Regions from separate parts of the Mus musculus genome. Here all the other regions are linked to region 1. The links are chromatin contacts, called in public Hi-C, HiChIP or PLAC-seq and promoter capture Hi-C maps. All regions are on one chromosome and are shown on one strand. The core of a region is the stretch at or near the end of the contact, and the rest is flanking DNA. Distances in the headings are between cores, read along the strand shown.

The links. Promoter capture Hi-C pulls out the DNA fragments that hold promoters and counts their contacts. A called contact is a pair of places that touch in the nucleus more often than the background predicts. HiChIP or PLAC-seq counts read pairs in DNA pulled down with a chosen protein or histone mark.
Region 2: a Hi-C map of muscle stem cells shows a contact between it and region 1, with 4 times the contacts expected there. The contact joins the promoter of Tnc here to the promoter of Col27a1 in region 1.
Region 3: a promoter capture Hi-C map of liver shows a contact between it and region 1, with 2.9 times the contacts expected there. The contact joins the promoter of Wdr31 here to the promoter of Col27a1 in region 1. A contact is called at or near these places in 3 of 39 promoter capture datasets (hippocampal neurons, liver and pre-B cells) and 1 of 115 datasets of contacts at active chromatin or transcription factors (astrocytes).
Region 4: a contact with region 1 is called in a promoter capture Hi-C map of second pharyngeal arch cranial neural crest. The contact joins the promoter of Hdhd3 here to the promoter of Col27a1 in region 1. A contact is called at or near these places in 4 of 39 promoter capture datasets (the C10 cell line, pre-B cells and second pharyngeal arch cranial neural crest), 1 of 484 Hi-C or Micro-C datasets (liver) and 3 of 115 datasets of contacts at active chromatin or transcription factors (embryonic stem cells and pancreatic cancer cells).
Region 5: a contact with region 1 is called in an H3K4me3 HiChIP or PLAC-seq map of embryonic stem cells, with 8 read pairs. The contact joins the promoter of 4933430I17Rik here to the promoter of Col27a1 in region 1. A contact is called at or near these places in 2 of 39 promoter capture datasets (hippocampal neurons and pre-B cells), 1 of 484 Hi-C or Micro-C datasets (liver) and 7 of 115 datasets of contacts at active chromatin or transcription factors (astrocytes, bone marrow-derived macrophages, embryonic stem cells and 1 more).
Region 6: a contact with region 1 is called in a promoter capture Hi-C map of pre-B cells, with 6 times the contacts expected there. The contact joins the promoter of Tnfsf8 here to the promoter of Col27a1 in region 1. A contact is called at or near these places in 4 of 39 promoter capture datasets (embryonic stem cells, hippocampal neurons, liver and 1 more) and 1 of 9 other capture datasets (liver).
Region 7: a contact with region 1 is called in a promoter capture Hi-C map of embryonic stem cells, with 6 read pairs. The contact joins the promoter of Rgs3 here to the promoter of Col27a1 in region 1. A contact is called at or near these places in 3 of 39 promoter capture datasets (embryonic stem cells, hippocampal neurons and stem cell-derived epiblast-like cells) and 1 of 115 datasets of contacts at active chromatin or transcription factors (the 230-238 cell line).

The regions. Positions count from the first base shown.
Region 1 is chr4:63,214,094-63,216,777 of GRCm38.p6, reverse strand. Col27a1 (collagen, type XXVII, alpha 1) reads right to left here and starts at 1,366. Exons shown (of 61, transcript NM_025685.3): 1 at 897-1,366. The coding sequence starts at 952.
Region 2 is chr4:64,045,595-64,048,278 of GRCm38.p6, reverse strand. Tnc (tenascin C) reads left to right here and starts at 1,343. Exons shown (of 27, transcript NM_001369211.1): 1 at 1,343-1,530. The region is part of intron 4 of 8030451A03Rik (a long non-coding RNA gene); the gene reads right to left.
Region 3 is chr4:62,469,513-62,472,196 of GRCm38.p6, reverse strand. It overlaps Wdr31 (WD repeat domain 31), which reads left to right and starts at 1,298. Exons shown (of 11, transcript NM_023597.3): 1 at 1,298-1,378.
Region 4 is chr4:62,500,858-62,503,541 of GRCm38.p6, reverse strand. It overlaps Hdhd3 (haloacid dehalogenase-like hydrolase domain containing 3), which reads left to right and starts at 1,342. Exons shown (of 2, transcript NM_024257.1): 1 at 1,342-1,384.
Region 5 is chr4:62,524,257-62,526,940 of GRCm38.p6, reverse strand. It overlaps 4933430I17Rik (RIKEN cDNA 4933430I17 gene), which reads right to left and starts at 1,320. Exons shown (of 14, transcript NM_001356421.2): 1 at 1,063-1,320. Pole3 (polymerase (DNA directed), epsilon 3 (p17 subunit)) reads left to right here and starts at 1,927. Exons shown (of 4, transcript NM_021498.2): 1 at 1,927-2,010; 2 at 2,106-2,191; 3 at 2,505-2,623. The coding sequence starts at 1,945.
Region 6 is chr4:63,859,940-63,862,623 of GRCm38.p6, reverse strand. It overlaps Tnfsf8 (tumor necrosis factor (ligand) superfamily, member 8), which reads left to right and starts at 1,340. Exons shown (of 4, transcript NM_009403.3): 1 at 1,340-1,774. The coding sequence starts at 1,565.
Region 7 is chr4:62,618,310-62,620,993 of GRCm38.p6, reverse strand. Rgs3 (regulator of G-protein signaling 3) reads right to left here and starts at 1,322. Exons shown (of 16, transcript NM_134257.3): 1 at 1,207-1,322. The coding sequence starts at 1,260.

The DNA.
Region 1 (2,684 bases), core at 117-2,616:
GCCTCATCACCCTGGCTCCAGCTCAAAGGGGCGTTTCTTGAGAGGGTGGGCGGTACTATAACTCTGGCCAACCTCTTCTGGGAGCCCTAGAGTACCAGCAAGATGGAAAGGCAAGCCTTGTGCCTGAGATATAGTCCACAGGGCCCCTCTGGACCGCGTTCTCCCACACACACCCACACATAGTGACTGAATCCCTCACTCTTACAACTTCTGCACAAGCTGGGAATCCCAACTGTGGGGTGCCCCTGTGTGCGGGGGCCCCGCCCTGGAGATTCCCGGCCCCTCTCTGGCCACGGTTCCCTCATCTGTACAAGGAGGTTGGACTTGGTGATCTCCCAGGGCCTTTCCGCTCCCACAAGCTGGCTCTCACCCCTTGCTTACTCAGGAGAGGGACAGGAACTGCAGGCTTCCCGGGAGAAGCTGGGAAGTTTGAGGTACGCAGACCCAAGAAGACACATTCACACAGGCAGAGAGGTTAGGAAATGCAGGAACGTGCAGAACCCGAGGCCGAGCCAGGAACAGACACCCGGACCTGACGACCGACAAACTTGATTCACAGGACAGTGGAACTAAAGCCATGCAAGCCCGCGACCTGCAGACACCGAGACTCCCTCCTCCGGCCCCTGCCCCCTGCCTGCCACTCTGAGCACTGCCACTAGACCCCTCTTGGGATCGCTGGTCTGGCTCTGCGCGGACCCTCCCTTGCTGGTCCTAGTCTCAAAAGAGCTCGGCCTGGGGTGCACAGCCCCTGTTAACCCCTGGCGTCCCGCCTGGCGGGAAGCTACAGGAAGCTGACGTTACTCTGCGAGCGTCTGGTGCGGCAGGGAACCCCAGACTCTTGTGCACATCCGAGGTTCAGGAAGCTGAATCGGGGGCAACCCTGGGATTGTACTCACCCCCCGGGTCCTGACGCCGCTGTGCCTCGGGCCCCCCGCGCGAATCCCGTGCCCATGGCAGGCCCCTACTTCATGCTGCGGAGCCCGGGGGGCAAGTGTGGGCGCGCCCCATGGGGCCGCCAGCCCCCCGCCGCGCCGCGCCAGGCCGGCTCAAAGCGCGCTGCCGGCGCACCCCCAGCCCAGTCCTGCGCCCAGGGGCGCCGGAGCAGACGGACAGCACGGCCCCAGCCCGGCGGTCGCCCGCGCCAGGCCCATGGTCCCAGGACTGCCGGAGCCGCGCTCGCCCCTGCCTCGCTCTTTTTCTGCTTCCACCGAAAAGGAAGAAGCAAGAAAAGGCAGGGAGAGAGAGATGATCAAACTTTTGGAGGCGGGCCGCTAGCGGTCTCTGGAGGCAGAGCAAGGCCGGGAGAGCGCGCGCGGAGGGCGGTGGAAGCTGCCTCCCCGCCGGCCTGGGGGAGGAGAGGAAAAGGAAGGATTTGGGGGAAATGAAGGCGATTTAAAGTCTCGGCCCGCCGCAGCTCTCCACCTTCTTCTCCTCCCCGCGCCGGGCCGCCCTCTGCTGCCAACTGCTGCCCCCTGCCGGACGCAGCAAGGGATGCAGCATCGGTTGCCTCGCGCGACCGTCCACCTATCCATCCTGAGGGGGACATCCCACCCCCAGATCTCAAAACAGACTCATGAAAAAGAACCTCCTCCTGGCTACTCATGGATCTATCACAATTGAGATTAGGAATTTACGATTAATGACACTAAGGATCCTCGATAGCGGGCGGTGGGGGAGGAAGGGGGAAAATTCTACTCCTGAGAGGATCCTAGAGATGCAGAAACACAGTTGGGACCTTGACTTGGCATCTACATTTCCACGACAACCATCTGTCTTAACTCCCAACTCTTAGCAGAAACTCTTGCACCCTAGAGCTCCGTGGAAGACCGCTGTGGGTAAGCGTGCTGAATGTGTTCGGCCTTTCTGCATTTTCTCCGACCAGAGACTCCCCGGAATCCCACGCGGCACCCTCTGACACCCAGGCAGATTCTCAAACTCACGAGCACGGCTCAGCCCTGAGACTAAATCTCTAGCTTCTGGCCTCTACAAGGCGATTCATACCACACTCCCGCACACACACTCCCGCAGGCACACTCCAAACACTCACACTCATTCACACGCAGACACAGCCACGCACTGTACTGAACTTCCGCGAAACACCTTTGGATGTCTGGATTCCTGGCGATCTCAGACGCTACGCTCCCAGAGGCAGCCACCCGAGTGCTCACACCCGCACAAAATGCACATGCACAGCGCACACACTCCCACATGCACAGTCCATGCAGCTCCCCGAGTGCACACTCCCCGCTTGCACACGACCCTCTGCGAATGGCAACCACAGGCGTGCATACAGGACCTGCACCCTCTATTGCACATGCATCCACCTTTGCGCACTCCAAACGCCCAGAGCTCCGTGAGTCCCAGGGCACTTACTGGGTCCCCAAGTGTGACGCTGGCCGGTCGGTTCTTAGGCGGGTGCCTAACGGCATCTGTGGTCATGGGTCCCCGCAGCCCCGGGCGCGGGGGCGGGGGTGCAGTCCCCTTCCCTAAAGGCGCACAGGGCGCGACGGCGCCGGGAGGAGCATGGGAGCGCGGGCCTGCGCCACCGGCCCGGTCCCCCTGCGCTGCAGCCGCGGCCACTCCGCGTGCTCCGGCTCCAGCTCGAGCTCCGGGTGCGGGGGGTGGCTCATAGGTGCTGAGGCCGCGACAGACGCCGGCCCTTTTGAAGTCTCCGCTGGGGGCGG
Region 2 (2,684 bases), core at 94-2,593, 830 kb before region 1:
GGGAACACTTAAGCAGGCAGTCTTCGAGTCCTGGAATCGGTGCCACCCTAGGGATAGCCTAATTTTGTCTTGCTTTATTCTCCCAGGGAGATTGAAACTAAATGTTATGAGAAAGGCTGAAGGATGGTATCAATCAGTAAGTGGATGGTTGAAATTTCCGATAATAGTTGTTAATTAAAACATCAGAAGTCTCTTCTAAATTACAGAACAAAGAGATGCATTTTCCACAGTCCAGCAAAGCAGCTGTGTCTGTTGTCATGGGTGACAGTTTCCTACTTAAGCATCACTCACTGTTTCTGGTCACCAATGTGTCATGGAGCCATGAATTCTAAGTGCTTCCCAGGCACAATTCCTTGATGGCATTAAACTGCTTCTCTAAATTGCAGGGTATAAGCACTGTCCCAAACAAGCCCAGAAGTACCGTGAGCTGAGCTTGGCCCCAGGTGCCTTGGGGATACTTTAACATGCTAAATGAGGACTTCAACCTAAATAGTGTTACCTTTTGAAATATATTAGTGCTTCTCTAAGAAAAAAAAAAAAAAGTCTTCACTCAGCACCTAGGTACACTGAGAGCTCAGGAGTACACCCTGAGCTAAGTACTACACCCTACTTAGTAGACCCTACTAAGTAGAAAGCACTTAGTATGTGGCATAAACAATGTCAAAAAGTGACTCCTGAGGGGACATTGGGATCTGGATAAAGATTCCTCCAGGCAGCTGGGCACCGCTGGGTCCTGCTTCAGAAAAGCTCACTTTTCTAAGCTCCCAGTATGGTTCCCACCTGCTGAGAACTAATCTTGGGTTATCTCCAAGCTGGCCAAGAGAAACCTGAACTGCCCCGGGCTTGCTCAACTCTCCTCGATCTCCTCTTTCCAGGAACTCAGGTTCAGCCCTCAGGCTTTCTCCGAGGTGCCACCCCGCAGCTGCTGCCCAGAGCCTGAGGGAACCCAGGTCGTGTTTCCAGCTTGCTCTAGTCCAGGAGCAGCGCCAGGATCCAGTTCCCTCATATCCCAGTTCCCAAGGCTTCTGTTTCACAATTAGAATACTCATTTGTGGAGCAATGCAAAAATCACACTTCACTAACAACTACTCTGCGGGGGCGGAGGGAGCTGAAATTCCTACTTTTTTTTTTCTTCACTATAAATTGTATGCAAATGGTCCGTTAGCTGGCGGCGCGCCTGGAGTGAGTGCGTCTTTCATGAGCTAACCCTGTTCCGCTGGGAGGGCTGTGCCTTTAACTCACCAACTGAAAAAAAAAAAAGTGGGAAAGGATGTCTGGAGGCGAGGCGTCCCATTACAGAGGAAGGAGCTCCCTATATAAGCCTGCCAAAGCTGGCTGCTCCGGCCACAGCCTGCCTACTGTCACGCGTCTCTCCCGCGCGCAGACACACACCCTAGCCTCTGGTGGGCACAGACAGTGGCTGGGAAGACGCTAGGGACCGCGCGCTTGGGAACTCGTTGTGGCTTAACCCAGGTACTTCTTCACGGAGCTGGTGCACCCAGAGACTTTGCTTTTCCCGACCTGGAAAAGGTGAGTCTGTTGATCCCATCACCCAGGATCTTTCTGGTGTGCTCCTGGCATTCCCGGTACCCAGTAAGATGTGGGTTTGTAACTATAAAACTTTTGTTTAATTTCCAAGCCCGGTGTGATCAGATGCGGCCCGATTATTCTGTGCTTGCCCTCCTGCGGTCATGTATTTGGTATGGATCTGTCAATAGTCAGAGGAACTCAGGGAACTTTTGGTAAAGTTTTGTCTCTGCCTTTCTTTGGAGGAAATGTCTTACTTTAACTCTTACCCTTTTACCTCGTTGATTCTCACCTGTGGATTTTCCCCTTTTGGAGCGTTAGAGAAGTTGCATTTTAAAGTGGCATTCACTCACAGCACTTGGGTGGGATGAGTACCACGTACCCGTAGTAGGGAGAACACAACCGTGCATCTACACAGTCTCAGCACTTGACAGTTTTCGTTCCCCTCTTGTCCCATTTGATCCTCAGTGTCCACTCTGGGGAAAGATAAGAGCTGGATACCAGAGCTAGGAGATGAGTTCTGGGCACGGATGAAAAGCCCACAGGCTGTAAGATGAAACTGGTGGGCACGTCTGTGGGTTCTTGAAGCAGGGTGCCATCCTCCTGATTCAGAGACCTCAGGTGGGGCATGTGTAGAAGGTTTGGAGGCATCTGAACCCCATATTGCTCCCAAATCGGCCTCCCTCCTGACACTTTATCCCAGAACCCCAGTAACATATTCCCTTCCCTGGTGAACTTTGGAAAGAGCACAGAGATTCCTCTATGCCATCGTTGTGACAGGGGGAATAAGAGGTTGGGGTTTGACCCTAGAAGTGGCTTGGGCATTCCCACTAGTGCCACTACAACATAAATGTGTCAGGAAAATATGTAACTTCTATGGACCTTAGTTTCCACTTCTCTAAAGTGGGGACAGCAGCTCCCCTTATAATGAGGAGCGAATGAGGAACAAAAAAGATCAAATCAGCAACTGGGCAATCTCTGTCATGGCCCAAAGCTGCCAACACCCTGGACGTGAAAAGCGGGGCCTCTTAACCCAGTTTTTCAGTGTGTCTGCTTACCCCCAAAGCCTCTGCCTTCTTATCTTGCCCAATCTGAGACAGCCTGCTAGCCTGGCACGTAGTGTTTTACAAGCAAGGGGTGTGTTGGCACCATTAGGA
Region 3 (2,684 bases), core at 49-2,548, 740 kb after region 1:
TATCCCAGAACAGAGTGCTTTGGGAGTAGACTCTAACACCTTAGTTTGTACTTGACCCAAATCAGTAGAAGTCTATTCTACTGCCAGTATTTTGTAGAAATACAGTATTTTGTAGAAATCAGTAGAAGTCTATTCTACTGCTAGTATTTTGCCATAGCAATGGGTTATACACTGACTCCAAAATTTACCTAACAACTATTTTTTAAAAGATTTATTTATTTTGTGAATATGAGTGCTCTACCTGTAGAGCTAGAACATGCACACCTGTGTTCCAGAAGAGAGCATCAGATCCCACATGGTTATGAGCTGTCATGAGGTTGCTGGGAATTGAACTCAGGATCTCTTAACCGCTAAGTCATCTCTCGAGATGTTAGTCTTTTGTTAGTACCTTCCCATTTGAATCTGAAGAAGGTACTGACAGTCTTTTTGTTTGTGGTGCTGGCTCATCCCAGTTTGATGAAAAACAAAGTGAAAAGTATTCAGTTTGGCAGCACATGTGTTAAAATTGGAACAATATAGGAACTGGAGAGATGGCTCAGCGGTTAAGAGCACTTATAGCACCTGCAGAAGACACAGGTTCAGTTCCCAAAACCCACAGGGCAGCTCACAACCATCGAGCTCACAACCATCGGTAACTCACGTTCTGTAGGATTAGAACTCAGTAGGCACACAAATTATATATATATATATATATATATATATATATATATATATATATATATATGTATATGCAGATAAAGCACTCACACTTATAAAATAAGTTATTTTCAAACCGTTTTTTAAAAAGTGGATTGACACAGAAAACAAATTAACATGGTCCCCACACAAAGGCGAACGGCACAATCAAAACCTTCCATATATTTGAAACTCATTACTTTATCTATTTAGAAAAATTAGTAAAAATAAACACACACATGCCAAATGAGAGGAATGGATTAAGATGTTTGGGAAATGTTCAATGGAGAAAATCTCTGTCTATATTCAGGGACATTTAAAATAAATTTTCTGGGCGAATAATAATTACAAAGTGACACTTATTAATCGCTTACTCGCTGTGGCTACGACAGATATCACCGCTTTTCTTGGAGGATACAGGTGCTTCATGTTCATGTAGCGTGGTTAAGCACAAACCTCCCCTGCATAGAATATTCACATACCATCAAATTAGAAAAGGAAAATACGCTCTCTCGGCTCGGCCCCTGAGGGACTTCCGGCACGTGGAACCTGGGTTCCGGGGCTGCCGTGGACGCCCGGAGCGTTTAGGTGGAACTCCCGCCCTAGCGACGCGCGCCTGGTTGCTAGGGGCGGAGGCGCGGGAACCTGTGGAAGCTAAGGATGCCTGCTACCCGTGCTTTCGGGCCTCGGTGCTAGCCCACCGGTGGGTATGGAGCCCGAGGTGGGAGAGAGGGAGCATCGGGGGGCATCTTCGCGCTCTCCCCAGCGGTAGCCAGCCACCCACCCGAAGTGAGGAGGAGGTCTGGGAGGGTATGTGTAGGACCTGGTTTCACCTGCTTCCATCTTGGCGTAATCCTCCCCTGGCACGTGCACATGAAAGTAAGCTTTAGCAGTTCAGATAATGGACAGGAGTAGGAGCATTTATAATCTGAAGGGCCAGAAAGAAAACAAACAAGACAACAAAGAACTGCACGCTGATGGTCCTCAACGTTGGGAGTTCTGATCTAGCGCCGACCCTCAGTGAGACCGGGTGTCTTGTAAATCCTCTTACTGTCTGAATCTTTTCCTTTACATTATCATTAGAGTCAAACCAGTCCACCTCCTATAAGCTTCTGCGAGTCGTTTGTTAATCTTTGAACACTGGTGTAGATGTCTTAGTCACAGAGAGTATAGGTTAGATAGACATCCATGTGAAAGATTTGGGAAGAGAGCGTGGATTTAAAAAAAAAATCATTTATACCAGTTGGGAAGTGGCAGTGCATGCCTTTAGTCCCAGCATTGAGGCGGTAGAAGCAGGCAGATCTCTGAGTTCTTGGACAGCCTGCTTGGTCTACAGAGTGAGTTCGTTCCATGACAGCCAGGGCTACACAGTAAAACCCTGTCTCAAAAAAAAAAAAAAAAAATAATAATAATCATGTACACAACTAGCGCCATGTTAAAAGTCTCAGTGATCATACTTGCTAGGCCAGAACACATACACAGAGATTTATTAAAAAGAATATATCACAAGAAAAGTCAGGCCTAGTAGGCACATTCTTAGAATAAACCCGAGTGGGAAGAGTTCTTTTCGATAACAAGTCACGGGGAACTTGCTCAGTCTTGTGTGATTCATGGTAGGTGAAGAGGCAAGGGGCATCTCACTACCTTGCTAAGTAGTACATTTTACAGCGTCATTTCTTCAATATTTGGGTTAATACTGTGTCAGACTGCAAATGTTTGTATAAGACATCTCAAGTCACTAGGATCATATGAGAGGTTTTTTGTTGTTGTTGTTGTTGTTTTGAATCTTTGTGTGTGTGTGTGTCTACAGACAGGATGAGAAAAGTCTACTGAAATAAGATTCATTTCACTCAGTTCTGCCCCCATGACAGCAAGTTAGCTCTATGGATCACAGTTGTATCAAAGGCTATAAAGGAATTGTGTACTACATAACCGAAAGAGGATTTTCTGAGCTCTATCTAATGTAGGCCTTTGGAAAGCAGATTTGGACAGAGACAGATCAGGGGTTC
Region 4 (2,684 bases), core at 93-2,592, 710 kb after region 1:
GAAATCTACTTAAAGCTAGCCTGGATTCTAGCTTTACTAAGTTACTCGTGTCTAGTCTCCAGGGTGGCAGAGTTGGAATCAGAACCTACAGGCTTAGGTTTGAGGTGACCCTGAAAAGAGATACAGTCAGGGATTCCAGGATTCTCTGAAGAACAGGTGGGCCTCTGATGTCCTGGCTATCCTTTCTACCTCCATTTCTGAGGAGCAAGCTTGTTCGGCAAAACCAGTCTGGCAGGTGAGCTGACTGCTCTGTGACTTTGCACTTTGCTTTCTGAGGCCCAGGGAGAGGGAGTTGAGTCCATCTAAAGTCCACAGAGCCAGGAGATAACAGAAGATGTTTTAAGAGGGTACCTGTGGGGGAGGGGAAGAAAAGAGCAGAGGGAAGCCCTCCTGCCCCTGCCCCCCAGCCAATTCCTTGGCAGCACTTACAGCTCATTTCCGTTATGAACTTGGTTTTTGCCTGATCCTCCCATGTTCGCGTAGGCAGGAAACTGACATTTTCCTGCTCTATCCACGCGTCAGACACAGAATACAGGTGCTTACTTGGCACCTCACGAATCAACTAGGTTGAGAGGAAAGCTTTGCTTTTTTGCTTTCAACGGTACTTTTGAATATAAACGTGTATTTCAGTTATGAAAACCGCATTTAAAGGGAAACTCTTCTTTCCTTTAAATGTTTGTTTGTTTTTTGTTTTTTGTTTTTTTACAGAGAGAAACTAGGTTAGACAGACACGGCGGTGGCACGCCCATTATCCCAGCACTTGGGAGGCTGAGGCAGGAAGATGCTCAGGACCCGTTTGCCTGCATAGTGAGACCCTATCTTAAAACCAAGTGTCTAGGTTATTGCAGTCAACAAACTGTGTGTGTGAGACAAGAAGTTCCCTTCTAGAACCAACTGGGGTCTCTCAGAACAGAAAGGGACAGAGCCTTGCTGGAGTCCTCACTGCGTTTGGGGAGCCGGCCTGAGCCCTAACCCCACTCCCCGCCATTGCCATTCCCAAGTTAGTCTAGGTCCCCTAAGTGTCTCCATCCCACGGAGGCGGGGGCCGGGGGATAGAGATGAGAAGCAAAGAGAACACCTGGGTTGTGATAATGAGTATAAGGGCAGTGGGGAGGAACGTGATGAGGGGTGAGACAGTGACCTTAAGAAGCCAGGGGACGGTGAGAGGGCGTGAGACAGGGAGCAGGGAAGCTACGGGGTAACCTAAGGGACAAGAGGCCCAAGACTCAGCGTGGCGAGTGACGGGCGCGAGGGAGGAGCTTGGTGACGCCTAGAGTGGGGCGGGGCGAGAATCAATGGCAAGTCCGAGGGTCGCGAGCTACTGATCGCCTACATAGAGCCGGTGGAGCAGCCGCTGCGTCTCAGGTCTCTTTTCCCGAGCCAGGTGGGTGCGGAGGCCCGGGGCTGGGTGGAGGGTGCTAAACCGTGGGAATCCGTGCAGTCGAGCTGGGGACGCTGGAGGCCAGCCAGCAGTGGACTTGGCCCCGGAGGCTCCAGTCTCGCGTCCCGCTGCTTTTAGGGTAGTCAGTCCTGCAGCGGAGCCCCAGCCCCGCTATGACTTTTGTCCTGAGACATCCAGAGGACTTTCGGAACCAGTCTGGTTCCTGGCTGGGCCTCAGCCTACCTACCTGCTCGATGAGAGCCCTTTTAAAGTTGTCTCACTATTTCGAGCTGACTTAAATCTCTTCTTTGTCACATTTCTTTACGCGCCCCGCCCCCACACCCCTCCTCACCTCTGTTTTGTTTGGCTGCATTCTGAATGAACCCCGGACCCCACAGATTGAAAGACACAGCTAAGCAGTCCCCTCTGTCTGGAGACAAACCTGCAATCAGTCTCTGACTCCAGGCAGAGAACTGACAGTTGGGTATTTGGCACTAATAACTCCAGGGAGAACTTGCAGCTCAGAGCCAAGTTGGAACGGACTGTCTTCTGTCCCACTCTTCCCAGGCTCAACATAATCCAACTTTTAAAAGAATATAAACATGGGTAAGCAAAGGCAGCCCTGGCTAGAGTCTGGACATTTGGGTTCTAATCCAGGCTGTTGGCAGGTTCACAGCCCCTCTCTGGTTCCACCAGCTCCTCACCAGTTATGTTGTTGGTCAGAGTCTCCAGGAACCTTTCTCTTTTTTGACATTACTAGTAATTTTTTTAAATGAAGCCAAGTTGGAAATTTTATTAATAACATTTTAATGCAGGATTAAGCATGAGGGTTAGGGGGGAAAGAAGGACTCTGAGGAAAGTCAAGCATACTCAAATATAAATATGGGTTTCTTAAACAAGGGCACCATTTTCTAATAATTGTAAAAGGGTCATGGGCTGGAGAGATGGCCCAGAAGTTAATAGCACTGCTGTTCTTCCAGAGGACCCAGGTTCGATTCCCAGCACCCATGTGACAGCTCACAAATGTCTGAAATTCCAGTTCCAGGGCATTTGACACCTTCTTCTGGCTTCACAGGCACCAGGCGTGACGGAGGTGCACTTATATACATGGAGGCAAAACCACATACAGATAATGGCAGGCATAACTGCTTCCTGACTTTGACCTACAGGGCTATGCACCTGAGCTCAGCTCTGCCCAGAGCACTAGACTTTGCCCAGCCTCAAGGAAGTTTATATATATTTTTTCTGTATGTTCTTTCCTCGGGATTCCTCAACCTGCTAAGGAAATTCCCTGAGTTCAAAG
Region 5 (2,684 bases), core at 71-2,570, 690 kb after region 1:
ACACAGGGAGAGAAATAAATAAAGTTATACTAAACTATTATCAATCCCTCTTTTAAAGATGTTATGCAGTCACTACAACTATCTTATTCCTTTTAACATATAATTCCATTGTATTCATTTCTTTGGTGGGCATGGGTGCCATGGGGCACATGAGAAGGTCAGCAGGAAGGCCATCCTGAAATGAGCCCAGAGACTACACAGTCTTCAACCCAAAAGTGTCTTCATCCACTGAGTCATCTCACCCTGTCCCCTTTCTAACTTTTAAGGACATTGTCGGTTTCTTCTTCTATTCAACACATTTACTGACTGTCAAATGAGTGGACCTGTTTGGGGCGTAGAGAGTAGCAATAAACAATCTCTCTGTTCTAAACAGCTTCTAATTTAAATTAGAGATAGGAATCTAGTGGCCTGGGCTGCACCTGGCCTACTTAGCTTGGCAAGCACTTTGAGCCAATGTTTTAAAAACTGAAATGGTCCAGAATGTTAGCTTTCTGGCTTCTCTCCTAGATCACAAGGCCTGACAGCACCAGTTCTAGATAAATAGTGGCTGGAACTAAGGCTTATGACATCTTTAATCCAGGCCTGTTCTAAGTGCAGAGTTCTTTCCACCAGAACAATCCCTCAGTATTGTTCATCATCCCAACCCTGTCGGGTTGTTTTTGTTTTGTTTCTCCAAATAGGGAAAAACTTCTTTGTAATGTCCCCATCAAAAATTTTAAAAAAAACACGTTTTGGAACAACATGTTTTAAAAAGAAAGAAAGAGAGAGAGAGAGAGAGAGAGAGAGATATGAAGGAAGGAAGGAAGGAAGGAAAGAAAAGAGAAAAGAAAAGAAAAGAAAAGAAAAGAAAAGAAAAGAAAAGAAAAGAAGGAAATAATCCAGCATTAGTTCTCAGTAGGAGTATTTTTTTCAGTACTTAATTATACAACTTAAAGCAACATTGAAAATGTAAAATCAAGTGATGATTTTTGATAAGAAAAATATACAATGAATCACTTAATGATTTAAAAAATACAACTTTAACTTGGGTTTTTGAATGAGAATACAATGCATTATTCTTACAATCAAATGATTCTTGCGCTTTCAGTACCGAACCAGACCAAATTGAGCTCCGAAGTCTCATCAGGCGTCTTTTGATATTGCCCTTGTTACTGCTGTCCTAGTAAAGTAATGGCATTTTTTTAAACGAAATTTTAGATTAACACTTATCCTTAATATAATTATCACAAAGTTGTGAAGGGCATAAGATTAAAGATGGACAATACTACTGCATCAATCGGTGCAATAGAATTGAATGAAAATCTACACTGAGTTCCGAGCCAAAAAAAAAAAAAAAAAAAAAGGGCGGTGGGCACTCAAGTGTCAGTCGTTCGCGATTTTGCGGGATCAAAGCAGATTCCAAAGAGTTACTACGTTCTGAGCCTCTGGAGACAATGCTGAGATTGCGAAAGCGCGTTAAAGCTTTGGCCCCGCCCACCTCTTATAGAGAGCCCCGCCCACTTGGCAGTCCGAGTCCCGCCTCTCCCGGCTCAGTCTACGCCTACCCTTTCCAAGCTAGGCACCAGGCCACACGGTTGCCTAGCAGCGGCGAACGGCACGCTGGGAGAATCGACGGAAACCTCAGAGAGTCAAACTTAGTGTGGTGCGAAAGCTCTCGCGATGTGTAGTAGAGAAACAAGCCTGGAGTGGAACGTCCGGGATGCCGTGGAAGCGGATGGAAATTTCAATGGTCCTAAACCATTGCGACATGGAAAGCTGGGCTACACTGGGGACTTGTGGCGGGGCTGATGTAGCAGAGAGGCTGTGGTGCGCAAAGCACTGTGGGACACTGGCAACGTGGGGTAGGACGGAAGCCTCCGAGGGTCATATTTTAGCGACGCGGGAAGTCCAGACACCAGAACTGTCTGGAGACCTGAGCAGGAGGGTCGGGCCCCAGCGGAGGCAATGGCGGAGAGGCCCGAGGACCTAAATCTGCCCAACGCCGTCATCACCAGGATCATCAAGGAGGCGGTGAGCCGCTCGGGCTGGCGAATGGGTCGAGGGCGGACGTGTGGGCAGAAGGTTAACAGAATCCGCGTGTGTGTTCATCTCCACTCTCCTCGCAGCTCCCGGACGGTGTCAACATCTCCAAGGAGGCCCGAAGCGCCATCTCCCGCGCCGCCAGTGTCTTCGTTTTGTATGCCACATCCTGGTGAGCTGAGCAGAGGCTGAAGGGAGGCGCAGCGGGATCCTGACCCCGCGTTCGTGGCCTGGAACCTACAGGCCCCAGTTCCCTGCCTCAGTAGAGAGCGACTTACGGCTCTCTTCCAGTTGTCACACATTCTGGAGCAGGTTAAACAAGACGGTTACCGTAGCCCTTTGTATGGGAAGGGGATGAACTGAGCCATGCCACACACACACACAATCCATTCATCTACGATAAATACGGCTTTCCCACCCCATTCCTGGGGGTCATGCCTCCACCCACTCTGACAGCTTCTGAAGGGCGTTGCTCTTTCTTCCAGTGCCAATAACTTCGCAATGAAAGGAAAGCGCAAGACTCTCAATGCCAGTGACGTGCTGTCAGCCATGGAAGAGATGGAATTCCAGCGATTCATAACACCATTGAAAGAAGCTCTAGAAGGTATCCACGTACTCTTCTGTCTCTTAAACCATATATAAAAAAAATGCTCATCAGTATCAGT
Region 6 (2,684 bases), core at 91-2,590, 650 kb before region 1:
AAATAATCTGAGCTGGGCTTTGGATCCGGCATTTCTTTGGGGCTTCTGACATGTCCTGTGACCTGCAGAGGTAGTGTATAGTCAAAAGAGAAGGTGCTGTCTACCTCAAGGGAAATAGCAAGTGAGGTTTCAGAAGGCCACATCTGGAGGCAGCTCTGAAGCTTTTAGAGAATATTCTGAAAGAAAGGTCATTCATAGCAACAGATACGATCCAGCTCTGTGTCCCAGAAATCTATTTATTATATGAAATTCCAGACATGGCCCAGAGGGCAACTTGGGCTGTTTAACAGGAATTGTTCAACAACAGCTGCCAAGTCCATTCCCATTCAGGAAGCCCTCTTACATCATCCTGTTTGATCTTCCCCATGACTGCAAAGCAGACTGGGGTGAAAGCAGGGGCTGCGTTGACTTATTCAAGGAGCAATGCTGAGAAGAGGAAAGGCTAAGATGCAACCTGAGGTTTTCAGCCTGTAAGGAAAGGGTCCGGCAGGCTTTTGGAGCCAGGCTGGTTTGCATATACCACCAAGTTTTACCATTAGATTAACACTGGTAGATTTGATTAAGAATGCTTTTATGCTGGGTCTCAGTTCTCTATGCTGTGAAGAAGAAATACTACTTGCCTCTGAGGCTGGTGACGAGTGTGAAGTCAGCCTCTAAGCCAAGTTCCCAAGACTGTACCTGAGCCAGAATGTTCAATTCTAGTAACCTCTGTCCACAAACTCATCACAAACACCTGGAACACTATTTGCACCCCCATACAACCCACAGACACTTCACACACTCGTTCCACAGCACTGAGCCTCCCCTTCCTGACCCCCTCACTAATTTCTTCCCCTAGTATGAACTTTAGGGCAAGCCAGTTTCATCGGCAAATTTAACAGCCCTGGAGAGCACCCTGCAAGAGATAGAGGAGCTTTGGTTCAACAGCAAATTATTTCCAAATTCCTCTTCTCTCACCATGTCTTTGAAACTATCCTCAAATATCCTACTGCCACAACCTTGTCTCCAGGTAGGTAAATGCCCAAACAGTGGGCTCTTCTTTCCCAGAAATGGGTATGTTTCCAGTTTAGAGCATGCTGTAATTGTTGGACAACCCCAACAGTCATTGTGCTGCTGACAAAGGACTGCCATCTCCAGGGACCCAGCAAAGAGACTAATCTGGAAGCTTCCTGGGCCACCAGCATGGATCATGCAGTGTGCAGGGTCCCCGCGGCAAGGCGTTCTGTGGCTGAGCCTAAAGGAAACAGAAGTGGTTGGTGTACACTCACGCGGAACTGTCTCCTTCCTACCACCCGCTGACATCAACCATCGTCTATCTCGCTACAATTTCTCTGCACTCAGATTAATCCCAGGCGATGAAAAATGAACCTCTCCCCCACCCTTGCAGCCACCCTTCGCCTCACGCCCCCAGAGAAGAGTTTCTCCATCCGGCAACTGGTGAAGGCTTTTTTCCAAGTCACATGATCCAGGATGCAGGGGAAAATCCTTCTTGGAACAGAGCTGGGTACAGAACCGAATCAGATGAGGAGAGATAAGGTGTGATGTGGGACAGACTATATAAAGCATGGAGCCAGGGCTGCAACAAGCAGGCAGCTGTGGGGCTCCTTCCCCTGACCCAGCCATGCAGGTGCAGCCCGGCTCGGTAGCCAGCCCCTGGAGAAGCACGAGGCCCTGGAGAAGCACAAGTCGCAGCTACTTCTACCTCAGCACCACCGCACTGGTGTGCCTTGTTGTGGCAGTGGCGATCATTCTGGTACTGGTAGTCCAGAAAAAGGTGAGTAAACATCTTTTTTCTGCTTTTCTTTCCTCATTTATAATGTGTGTCCTCTAGAGGAACAGCTCTGGGAAGCTAATGAATAGTTTAACTAGGAGCAAAAAAAAAAAAAAAAAAAAAAAAAAATTTAAAAAGTGAAAATAAGTAAAACTATGCATATATAGAGAGAGATTATATCAGAGAAAAGGGGAAAAACTAGAAATGAACTTTCTGCACTCAGTGGGAATTTTTTAAAAGAAATAGAACTGGACATGAGCTCAAAAATTTCCAGATGTACTGGAGCCAACAGAAGAGCTGCTGACCTTGAGAAGTTAAGATTGAAGCCCAGATGGGTCACAGCCTCACAGTATGGAGGGAGGAAGCATAGGGAGCCCTGATGGCGAGTGCGCATGTGGGTATCACCTCTGTAAGGCGCTCATCCTAATTCTAAGGTTATGTCCTCAATCCGTGCTCCCAGGACTTCTGAGGCCTCTCTTTTGCCGAGAGTCTGTTGTTGCTATTGTTTGTTTGTTTGTTGTGGTTGTTTTCTTGCTTGCTTGCTTGTTTTTAGTGAGGAGCTACTTTTTAAAGACTGTGATATTTGAGAGAGAGAGAGAGAGAGAGAGAGAGAGAGAGAGAGGGAGAGAGAGAGGGAGAGGGAGAGAGAGAGAGAGAGAGAGAGAGAGAGAGAGAGAGAGAGAGAGAGAGGCCAAGTCTTCCCAGAGCTCTGCTATTTCAATGTTAAAACCCACAAAAGAAATCGAAAGCTTCCTCACAAGCCACTGGCTTTGAAGAGTTCAGGGTGTTGAAAAGTAGCAGTGTTTTTGTCACCTGTACCCTCTGAGATGCACACATAATGTGCAGGGCCACACCATCTTGGGAAATTTCGTTTGTTTGAAATGGGGGTAGGGGGAGAAAGTCAAACCGTAGC
Region 7 (2,684 bases), core at 73-2,572, 600 kb after region 1:
GACCTATACACTATAGAGTTAAGCTCCAGATTCTAAAGAGGGTCTTCTCTGTATTTTTTACAGTCAGGGCAATTCGTGTGGTCCCTCCATCTTGGACACTACACAAATCTGGATATATTTTACCTTCATCCCTACTCCTGATCCCCATTCCTATGTATAAGAAATAAAAGTGGGCTGGTGAGATGACTCAGCAGGTAAGAGCACTGAGTGCTCTTCAGAAGGTCCTGAGTTCAAATCCCAGCAACCACATGGTGGCTCACAATCACCCGTAATGAGATCTGACACCCCCTTCTGATGAGTCTGAAGTCAGCTACAGTGCACTTATGTATAATAATAAAAAATGAAGCTTTGGGCTGGAGCAAACGGGGCTGACCGTAGCAAGTGGGGTTGGCTGGAGCAAGCAGAGATCCTAAAAAATTCAATTTCCAATAACCACATGAAGGCTCACAACCATCTGTACAGCTACAGTGTACTCACATACATACATAAATAAATAAATCTTAAAAAGAAAGAAAGAAAGAAAGAAAGAAAGAAAGAAAGAAAGAAAGAAAGAAAGAAAGAAAGAAAAGCTAGTTCTAGAAGAGTCTTTGGGGTGAACGTGACCATCACTCCTGACTCTTCCCTGCCTCCCAGCCCAGGAGCTAAGAGACAGATGCAGTGAAGTTGGCCTCCAGAGCCACAGCAATCCCGGAGTCACTTCAAGGCAATGGTGGCAGCCGGGAGGAAAAGATACACATACGCTTACAACACACCTCACCTAGATGCACACACCAGTACACACAAGGGACATCATGGGTACCGCTGCCCACCAGAAACAGGAAAGTCAGCAAAACTGCAGCTTTCGGGAGTCCCTTAGCCCCCCAGCCCAAACCCAGCACCACTAATCTCAGACCTGACATGGCGCTTTTTTTATTCCAATCACCTCCTCCTAGATAATAAAAGCAAAAGCAAAAACCAAGCAGCAACAGCTAACTCATCTCATCAAGGATCCCAGGCAGTGGATAGGAAAACACTCAGAACTGGCCTCAGCTGCCTATAACCCGGGGCAGTAGGTAGCAGGCTGGGCCATGGGACCAACCCCTGTCTCTAATGTGCCTGCAGGGAACAGGGGGAGGCATAGATGGGCTTGTGGAGAGAGAGATTCTATATGGATGAGCCCCATCCCTGATTCCCACTATCACAGTACCCAGGGGATCAAGCACCCACCTGCCGGTAGCGGCGTTCTGAACACACTTTGCAGAGCCCATTGAAGCGGTTCATGGCTGCGGATCCTGCCTCGGCTGCCTCCCCATGAAAACCCAGCTCTCCCCCCCCAGTAGCGGGAGCCCACACTGCACCCTGTCAGCCTGGCATGACCGCCCTGGGAAGCCCGCCTCTCAGAAGAATGGCAGGAAATCACCTCTCACCTCCCCGGGCCCTGTCTGTGCTGTGTGCCTCTGCAGATAAGCCCGAAGGCTTCCTGAAACCTCAGAATGACAAGGAAGAGGGAGAGTTTTATATTAAAATTCCTGTCAACTAGTTAGTATTCCTCGGGCCTGGCTGGCGGGGAGAGGGCGCCTTTGTTCTGGCTGCATTCTCTGCCCTGGGACGCTCTGTGAGAGCAGTGTTCTCACAAACAGCCCTGACTGCCTGCTGGAGGGAAACTCAAGCAGAAAACACACCCTGTTCTGTAACAGCACACCTCCTTGTGAGTCCCAGGGTCCAAAATCCAGTAGACCAGCCCAATGGGGACAATCCAGGATGCTGTGAACACTATACCCATAAACAACCCATCTTAAGTCAGGGCATTCGAAACATCTGGAGGCTGATGGACACTCAGGAGCTACTTAAGAGTCAGCTTCTGAATTCACAATAGACAGGCTATGCGAAGGAAATGATGGCACGCAGACCAAATGGTCAAATGTGCAAATGGGCTCCCAGCCACGGGGCACCTGACTCCACATCGTAACAACAAAGAAGGGGAGGCCTAGAGAGGTTACAGTCAAATGCCAGGTTAGGACCCAGGCCTGCAGTCAGTACCTTGACATCCCAGGATCAGTTCTCGTGGGTAGCACAGCATGAACCCAAGCCCCTCTGCCCTCCTAGGAGACCCCCAGAAAAGCCCACCTGCTCACTCATGTAGTTAGAACAGAGGCTGTGCCTTGGTTTGATTGCTGAGTGACCCTGGGCAGGTGACCTACACCTCAAGGTCTTTCAAATGGAGGATTTGAATAAGTGACCTCTCACTTCCCCACACCTCTGCCAGTCACTGTCTCTGCTGAGCACTGTGGACATCATCAGGTGCACAAACCCCCAAATCCAACTCAGAACAGTGTCCTCGGGGACATGGGACAGTAGACAGGAATCTAACACAAAGCAGGTCTTTCATGGGCCACCTAGAGACCTGCAACGCAGGTATCCAAGTCATTCCCACATATTCCTAGGGTGGGCCCATAGTTACTCTCTCCACACAGAGAGTGGGGAGATCTTTGGAGCTATCCCTGGAGCTAGAGGAAGCCTCTAGACTCCTAGTGAAGCCATAAAAAACACATCTGGCAGATTATCCAAGCACTATAAGAGAGGCTGGATGTTTGCACAGGACACGCTGACGTTACCTAACACGAACTAGAAGCTGTGGCTCTGTTCCTCAGCTCTGCTTGCTCCAGCCAGGTGCTCAGAAGCTGCAGGCGGCAGGCAGCTACTGT